Linked DNA regions of Mus musculus: region 2 is linked to region 1. A link is a contact called in public Hi-C data. All regions are on one chromosome and are shown on one strand. The core of a region is the stretch at or near the end of the contact, and the rest is flanking DNA. Distances in the headings are between cores, read along the strand shown. Region 1 overlaps Papss1 (3'-phosphoadenosine 5'-phosphosulfate synthase 1). Region 2 has its middle 130 kb from the start of Dkk2.

Region 1 (4,529 bases), core at 1,065-3,564:
GAGCAGGCTTCTTGCCGCTGGTTTTAATCTAAAGTGATATTTTAAATGCTGTTTTTAAATCTACCAGGAACTCTGGATTTACTAGTGCTATAAATTATTTAAAGGTTTGTCTTCTTACAAAATGGTGGGTTAGTGCTCTAAATGGATTTTATACTGCACATAAAAACCAGACTCTGGAGCTCGGTTTTAAAGTGCTGCCAGGATGTCGTTTGCTCGTGCTTCGGATGCATGGAGTTGAGACGATAGAAACTTAATAGTTGCATGAAAATGTGCACGGACGGGCCCCAGCATTCAATCTGCTGGGCAGATCTGGCTCCAGACGAAAGTGCAGCAGATACATAGAGAAAAAGCCTTGAAGCGTGGAACCACTGTCTGTTAACATGCTCCGGCTTCTACAGGGAGAGTCAAATGAGAGGACTAGAATCGCTAGTTCTGGGTGATGATTGAGCGCCGTGCCCACCAGTTTCCAAGCAGAAAACAGTTGCCCGAACAAGGATGTGGGTGTAGCATCCGTCAGTCTGAGGTCGTGTTTAGTCAATTAAAAAAGAAATGGGGTGTCCATCTTTTAAATTGAATAAGTATTTACAATTCATAGCATGTAATTTTCTGTACTTGAAGGTATAAAACGCAACCATCATGATGGGCAAATGTGTGAACTGTTCACTGAGCTCTGCTTGGACACTTGGGCAGCCTGAGTCCCTATTTCTCTCACACTGGAACATGGGGCCCTCTTAGATGGGTGAGGTGTCTAGGTGAAGACTTTCTCTGGCTAGCCATCTGTTTGTTTGTTTGTTTGTTTGAAAGGAAATTTGCTGAAATACAATGGATTATGTGAACGATAAGAGAGACATGGTGTTTCTGATAGCTAGGTGAGTCTGTGGAAATCCTAAGGAATCCTAAATAAAACAGTCAATTCATGTGGCAGGGACTCCACGTTCTGTCCCTTAGGTAGCCAGTCTCACTTCGAGCGAGTATCAGTCCTTTTGGGTGTTTAGTGCTGGTTTTAGAGACAGAGGTTTGGATTAGAATGTGGTAGAAACTGGCTGTGTCTGCATTTAAAATAAAAAAAAAAAAATATGTGTATGGGTGTTTTGTCTGCAACTCTGTCTGTGCACCATGTGTGTGCCTCGTGCCTGCAGAGACCAGAAGGCGGCATCGGATCCCCTGAAACTGCAGCTACAGATGGCTGTGACCCGCCATGTGGATGCTGCGGATTGAATCCAGATCCTGTGGAAGAGCAGCCAGGGCTCTGAGCCGCCGAGCCGGCTCTCCAGCCCTGTGTCTGCACTTTTAAGGTTCACTTTGTACTTCTGTTAAGTAGTTGCCTCGGCTCTACACAGACTTTGTAGGGCTCGCCTCCACGGAGCAGGTGCTTGGTGCTCCCCTGGAGTGCTCCCCAGTGCTCAGGAGCAGGTGCTTGGTGCTCCCCTGGAGTGCTCCCCAGTGCTCAGGAGCAGGTGCTTGGTGCTCCCCTGGAGTGCTCCCCAGTGCTCAGGAGCAGGTGTTTGGTGCTCCCCTGGAGTGCTCCCCCTTGCTCATGGTGTTTGTATTCATTCCAGAAGCATTTGCTTCATCTTTTCAGAAGAAAACGGAAGCAAACTCTTTTTTGTTTTTAAAGATTTATTTATTATTATACATAAGGACACTGTCGCTGACTTCATACGCACCAGCAGAGGGCGTCAGATCTCATTACAGACGGTTGTGAGCCACCACGTGGTTGCTGGGATTTGAACTCAGGACCTTTAGAAGAGTAGTCAGTGCTCTTACCCACCGAGCCATCTCTCCAGCAGAAGCAAACTCTTGATCTTATATTTAGCATTGGTTCTCCTCCAGAAGAAATGTATATATACCACATTGTAAGGCTAAAATCCATTTAAAATATCGTTAGATATGAACCTGCAAAGGGAAGAATTTTGTTGAATGCATGTGATGAAAAATTACTTCGGTCGAAAAATAAAAATATTTTCCGGCGGCTTGATTTTGAAAACATAACTATCGCCTCCATGTTGACATTTGAAGGCACATATGACTAAACTCGCGTATGTATGTATGAAGCACAGTGCTTGCGACTGAATTCCTTTCTGAGATCGTTTGGAGTCACTGGTGTTATCTCTGCCTCTCCCTAGTCACCTTGGAGACACGCAGCTTTCTCCACAGATCATTTGTGTGTCTGTGGGCTGATGTGGTCTGGTCGAAGGAGCCTTTTAGTTGTAGCAACACTGGCTCCTTTGCAAGATCTTGCTGTGCTCAGGCAAGCAGAGTCAGGTGACCCTCCGTTGTGTTTCTGAAGAGACAGGGCTTGCCCCTATTTGAGGAAAGAGTACTACTCCAACAGCTTCAGCCATGGGCTTGGAACATCGCAGTGGGCCGGCCCTACTGCCGTGAGTCATTGGTTTTTGGGAGCTGCATCTTGGCAGAGGAAACCAGCTAGAAATTAGAATACTTATTAGATACGCATTGTATCAGATGGAGTTGGAAGGACGCTTACTAAGTGCCTCTCTTCTGACCTCTCTAGATTGTTGACAGCTATCCACCAATAAATGTGGGAGAAGGGAGAGTTTCAGTAACCCCCCGCCCCAGGTGCCCTCCCCAACCCTTCCACCGTGTAATACAGCAAAGAAATGGCAAAACAAGCAACTGGAGAGTGGCTCTTCCCAGGGTGGGGCTGAGACTGGCTTTGTGGACACCCCACGGCATTTCTTCCCACACCGTATACTCTGATCTTCCAAGTGCCAAGAGCTCCAAGGCCATGGCAGAGGAGGGAGGCTCTCTGTACGCGCACTGTAAGAGGGCTTGAAGAAGTAGGTTTACAGCTGTTCATATCTCATCAAGAGAACTTTTCCAGGCCAAACGGAAGTGCTGACAAGCTTTTTTGTGAAGAACATTATCAGTGCGCTGAAAGATTTTACATAAACTAGAAACCCTTAGACTTATTAATGCTTAACAGAATTTATTTTTGAAAATAAATTATAACAAGGCATTTGGTAAAGTTTCATAGCTTAGTTTTTAATGGGGGAAATCTAAAGGATAATTTTGGAGTTGGAGTTCCAACTCTAACACCTATCAATTGATTTTTTTTTTTTTTTGGCCTTGGAGAAATGACTTTATTTCTGGCATCATTTTTAAATTAGTCATTAGAAATAGTACCTGCTTTGGAGGTTACTGTGAATTCTGTGAGCGAATGGACTGACGTGAGGAGCTAAAGCCAGACCCTAGCATGTACAGACACAGGGAGTATCGCCATCACCATCTCATTTATTACCGGTGTGCTAAGTGCGCTGGAAGGCGTACAGTGTGCATTTGCTAATGTCTCCAGCCTTAGAGCCCTCATTTGTAGAGGGGCAGACAGTGATGGCTTCTCACGCCTTGATAGGCAGGTCTCAGGACAAATGAACAAGTCTATGGGAAGCCTTTAGGGCAGTATGTATCCCTGTAAAGGCTAGCGTCTCAGTTCAGACACCATGCCACCTCGTTCTCACAACAGCCCTAGAGAGCGTGTGTCTGATCTTTTTTAAGTGGTTGGGGAATAGAGGCACCGTGTGGTGAGGAAGCCCGCTCCAGGCTGTGGATTTAGAATTGGGGCACAGATCGCAGATTCTTAGGTAAAGAATGTTCATATCTTCTTTTCTTCTGTCACTACAGTAGCAGTAAGAACATAGGAATAACTGACGTATAGTGTCCTGCTACCTTCCATCTCCTTTTGGTTTGAAAATGTGTCCCTTATATTTCGTGACGAGTTTTCTGACTTCTGTGTCCTTTCTGTGAACTTGACGGTAATTGTCTTTACAGAAGCCTAATGAGTACCTGGCCTTTTATGTAATTGATACTTTCAGCGTTCATTTCTCAGTGGAGAGGATTTTGGTTCTTTTATGTTGCAGCTGCCAATTACATGTATGGCTTAATGTGACTTTGGGGCCTTGCCTATCCAGCTGAACATGTGGGGTGTGTTCAGCTGGTTGAGGTGGATCCTGCTGTCCCTCAGGGACAGGGGTTTCTGGACTTTCACAGGCTTGGTAGAGACTGACAACAGGCCATTCACCCTGTAATGCGCCCATGGCAGAGAGCAGTTAAATAGTGTACTAGGCAAGTGACATGGGAGGATTTAGGGTGTTTCACTGTGCCCACTCCCAGCTCCTGCCAACACACCTTTCTCACTGAAAGTCCACGTGGAGAGCAGAGCCTACGCTGCCTATCTGCCTTTAAAGAAGGATCGTCTACTTTTCCTGCTGTGTGTGATTTCCCTTCTGAGATACATTCTCGAAGTCAGGCATTCCGTATAAACCGCTGACCTGAAGCTTCTCCCCCGCCCCTGGACACTGACAAACACACACACCGACACACACCCCGACACACCCCGACACACCCTGACACACACACACACACACACACACACACTGACACACACACACCCCGACACACACCCGACACACACCGACACACACACACACACACACACAAACACTGACACACACTGACACACACACACTGACACACACCCCGACACACACACACACACACAAACACTGACA
Region 2 (4,529 bases), core at 1,368-3,867, 620 kb after region 1:
ATTACATTGCTTTCTTTTCCCTTCCTCCCCACTGCCTTAAGATTTCTTATTCTACTTCCATGGTCTCATTTCTGCTTTTATAATACAAGCACACACACACACACACACACACACACACACACACACACACACATACACATAAGCACAAACACAAACACACACACAAGTGCACACATACACACTTCAAATATAGATTCTGCATATGAAAGAAATCATGGTGTTTGCCTTTCTGAGTCTGGCTCACTTCATTTCACATACAAATTTCCAGTTCCATTCCTGCAGAAGCCATGGTTTTTTTTTTTTTTCCTTATGGTGGAAAAAACATTCTACTGTGTATAAACCACATTTTCTTTACCAAATGATTATTCAGTGTCCAGGGAACATTCTAGAAAAGAGTACAAAAAGACTATATGAACCAGAGGGCCAGAAAAAAAAATTATGTGAGATGGTGTCTCTTAGAAATGACAAGGAAGCTTCATCCATGATACTCCATGACATGGCTGCCTAAACAAGACATGGGCAAGTGCAACATCAACAGGCATGCTAACGAGGAAGGGGGAGATCTCATGAAACCCCAGCCCTAGACAAAGAACTACAAGCAATTAAGGAATGAGGAAACCTGGAGAAACATTCCTTCCTAAGGATGAGGCCCCCAATCATTTATCCAGTATGAAGAAGTCAACCTTGAAATCATATACACACAAGCAACACTAACCAGACACAGCAGCTAGTGTTTATAAATCTAGGCATTTACATATACATGCAACAATAACAAAGCAGAAGGGGCCATGAATTTGACAGGGAATCATGGGGAAAGGGAGGGACTAGAAGGAGAATGGGGAAGGAGGAAAGATATATTTTAATTAAAAATTAAAAGTATGTATGTTATTTTTAGTAATATTTTATTATTCCTTCATTAATTTCATACAAGCCCTTTTGATTATATCCATCTCTTTCCGACTTGCTCAGATACACCCTCACATCTCTCCTCAGTCAGCTTCCAATCTTTATCTTTGTTTCTTCCCTTGAGTTCAGTGTGTGCTACCCAATTACTCTTGGGTGAAGGGTTTAGGTTGGAGTGTGTTCTGCCTACTGAGAGTCACACCAATATACAAAAATGACTGTCCCTTTCGCAGATAGAGAGACCCTGTCCTCATCCTAAAAACAAACAGTCATGCATTTTCTTTTTAAAAAATATTATTTATTTTTATTTATATGAGTACACTGTAGCTATCTTCAGACACACACCAGAAGAGGGCATCGGATCCCATTACAGATGGTTGTGAGCCACCATGTGGTTGCTGGGAATTGAACTCAAGCCCTCTGGAAGAGCACTCAGTGCTCTTAACTGCTGAGCCATCTCTCTCCAGTCGTCAGTCATGCATTTTCAAAAGGGGTGTTTTAGAAACTGCAAGGTTGTTAAATAAACTTTTTGATACACAAAGCACACTACTACATTATGAGTTATTGACCAAAGAGTTTCATGAAATTCCCAAAACCATATAGGCAATCTCTACTAATTACTGATTGCATGCCAGATCTGGATGATAAATCCATACTGAGAAAACACCCCTTGCTTTTTCTATAAGACATAGGGAAATCAGCCCTGGATGGAGCTGACCAGCGCCCTCTCTGTGGCCTAGTTTCATTCTGTAGGCACTGTGCAGATTTCTGGAGATAATTTTTCACTGGCAATCCTGCTTGGCTATGAACACCATGTACTACACTACCAAAAGACAAGGCAAGCTGTGCCTAATGATGTAACATGCCATGATTGTTATGTGTGCAACTTTCCACTTGAATTTAAGGCCCATTCCACGGAAAGAATTATATCTAATACGATAAGCCAGGAAAAGATCTGTGACTTGTGAGATCAGAGGCTCTTGTAAGGAAATGTCTGCTATTGTTTAGTGACTGCCAAAAATGTAGGTTTTATTAGCTAAACTAAGTATGTATACATACATACATACTTATATACATACATACATACATGCATACATACACATATATACATACACACACATATATACACATACATACTTATATACACATACACACACACACACACACACACACACACACACACACACACACACACACATACACACACACACATTCATGCTGTGGTCCAAGTAGTTTAACATTGGCTGTCTCCTGATAGAAAGCCAAGGAGGATCTGATAGTTGTTCAGTCCTCATGGATGTCTCAGTATTCCCAATTTGGTGGGAAGTCTTAGAGAGCTGCAAGTTTTTGGTCTGTATGGAGTCCTGAAAATGTAAGTTTGAACATCAGCAAAGGGGTTTCTCAGGAACAGGATAGATGATCTTTCCAGTGAGAATGAAGGCAAGCAGGCAAAAAATGAAAATGTCCCTTCTTCCATGTCCTTTTATGAGGACTGCTTCCAGAAGCTGTGGCCAAGATTCAAGGATGGACTTCTGACCTCAGATGATCCAGATTTAGGGTGTCTCAAATAGTCCAATCGAGAAAAATAAAATCAGTCACAGTTGTGCCCAGCTGCTTGGATCTTAGTTAAGGCAGGATGTAGACAAGTTGACAACGAAGGTTATCCATCACATGAGTCATCACCCGTACTAGGACAAGCTTGTCAGTGATGCAGCTGCCTTTGAGTCACACATGCTCCCGTAAGGGACCCTCCCTTCCCTATCTGCACTTTGTAACTAGTACGAATAAACTCACTGCTTCAACAAGCTTGACTTGGGTTGAATTATTTACTTAGTCTCTCCTTGGATGACAGTCTGGGATGACTAAGTTTGTTCACATGAACCCAGTGAAAGTCACACAGTAAACCTCAGGCCATGAGCCTGAATAAACCCTTTCTCTGTCAAGTTCTTCTTGTTAGATATTTTGTCACAGTGACAAGAAAATAAAGTCAGTAAGGAAATGGGGACTAGAAAAGGAACAGACATTGCAAAGACAGCAAATGACAGGAATTAGCATATAACTTTTAATAGTCCCTGAATATAATTGGTTTTAAGTCTTCAATGCAAATACACAGACTAGTTGATCTTATTTTATATATATATATATGTGTGTGTGTGTGTGTGTGTGTGTGTGTGTGTGTGTGTATGTGTGTGCTATATATGCACATACATTATATACATGTATACACACATATACGTATATACATGTTACATATAATGAGTATTATATATGTTATACATATATATCTGTATATATGTACATGTATATCTGTATATATATACATGTACATATATGCAAATATACATTTATACACATATACAAGTATATGCATATATAATCTGAATTATATATGAGTTGTCTGCAAGCAAATATACTTCACTGGCAAAAATAAATCTGAAAAATTTGAGACCCCCACAAAAATAAAGAAAAAAAAACAAGTCTAATTTATATGTGTACCAGCCCCACCAGTGTGAAGTCAAACATTCTTCTGAAGTGGAGAGTGAGGATTAACAATAGGAAAGACAGAAAGAAGATGCAAGAGACAGATGTAGGAGGGCTGTAGGTCAATACCACACCAGCAGTGATATATTTTTTATAGCCTTTTTATATTACACAGTACAATGGGAAGTAAAGCATTAAACTAACAGAAGTGATGCTGAAGAATACATATAAGACATTTGGTCCAACACAAAAGCTTCCCTATTCCTTCCACTAAGGTCAATACAATCTTCATCTCCTTGCCTTGAGCCTCAAGTATACCCCCTCTTATCATTCCATGCCTCAGTAGGTCAGAAAATCTGCCAATAGACCGTGACCCACCTTGACTCTCCTTTAGCAGGCAGACTTTTCTCTTTTTTTCCCTCTGCTTTAGAGAAACAGCAAATGGCTCCAAACATATATACTCACTGGAGCATGACTAGACTCTCAGTGGCCTGCCCCTTACATAAAACTGAGTCATTCCCCACCCCCACACCCTGCCAGAAGCCATCAATCGTGGAGAACATCCCTATCACACCTTTCTTTTCTTTTTTTTCTTTTTTAAGATTTAATTCTTTTATTTATTTATTTATTTATTTATTTATTTATTTATTATATGTGAGTTGTAGCTGTCTTCAGACACTCCAGAAGAGGGAGTCAGATCTCATTACGGATGGTTGTGAGCCACCATGTGGTTGCTGGGATTTGAACTCAGGACCTTCGGAAGAACAGTCGGGTGCTCTTACCCACTGAGCCATCTCTCCAGCCCCACCCTTTTCTTTGATGGCTTCTGTTTAGGTTGTTACTTGGGGGGGGGGCGTTCTGTAGGAGTTGTCACAGAAGCCTTCCATGTCTCTTTTTCCAAAGTACATATCCGAAATCATCCCTATCACAGAAAAAGTAGTGTTCTTGCATCTTAGTGTCAGTAAGAGCACAGATCACGAATACAGAACATCCACATGGTTTATCATCATAGCACAGACAATGAGCACAGTCCCTGACTGCAACAGGACCACAGACCAAGTCAAGGCTGTCAGGGGGAACCTGGACCATGAACATCACCATAGCCTTCCTTAGGTGGCAATGCAGATCTCTCACATCAATATGGC

Evidence for each region. A called contact is a pair of places that touch in the nucleus more often than the background predicts.
Region 2: a Hi-C map of muscle stem cells shows a contact between it and region 1, with 4 times the contacts expected there. The contact joins two enhancer-like sites. A contact is called at or near these places in 3 of 484 Hi-C or Micro-C datasets (adipose-derived mesenchymal stem cells, muscle stem cells and uterus).

Annotation. Positions count from the first base shown.
Region 1 is chr3:131,593,372-131,597,900 of GRCm38.p6, forward strand. All of the region lies in intron 5 of Papss1 (3'-phosphoadenosine 5'-phosphosulfate synthase 1), which reads left to right. Among named protein-coding and RNA genes, the nearest start is that of Gm36917, 8.0 kb to the left of the region's middle. Within about 2 kb of position 2,315, at least 22 of the 459 cell types and tissues checked have an H3K27ac peak or open chromatin away from gene starts, as enhancers often do. A contact at or near this core is called in muscle stem cells, where this site is marked.
Region 2 is chr3:132,208,859-132,213,387 of GRCm38.p6, forward strand. No RefSeq gene overlaps it. Among named protein-coding and RNA genes, the nearest start is that of Dkk2, 130 kb to the left of the region's middle. Within about 2 kb of position 2,618, at least 29 of the 459 cell types and tissues checked have an H3K27ac peak or open chromatin away from gene starts, as enhancers often do. A contact at or near this core is called in muscle stem cells, where this site is marked.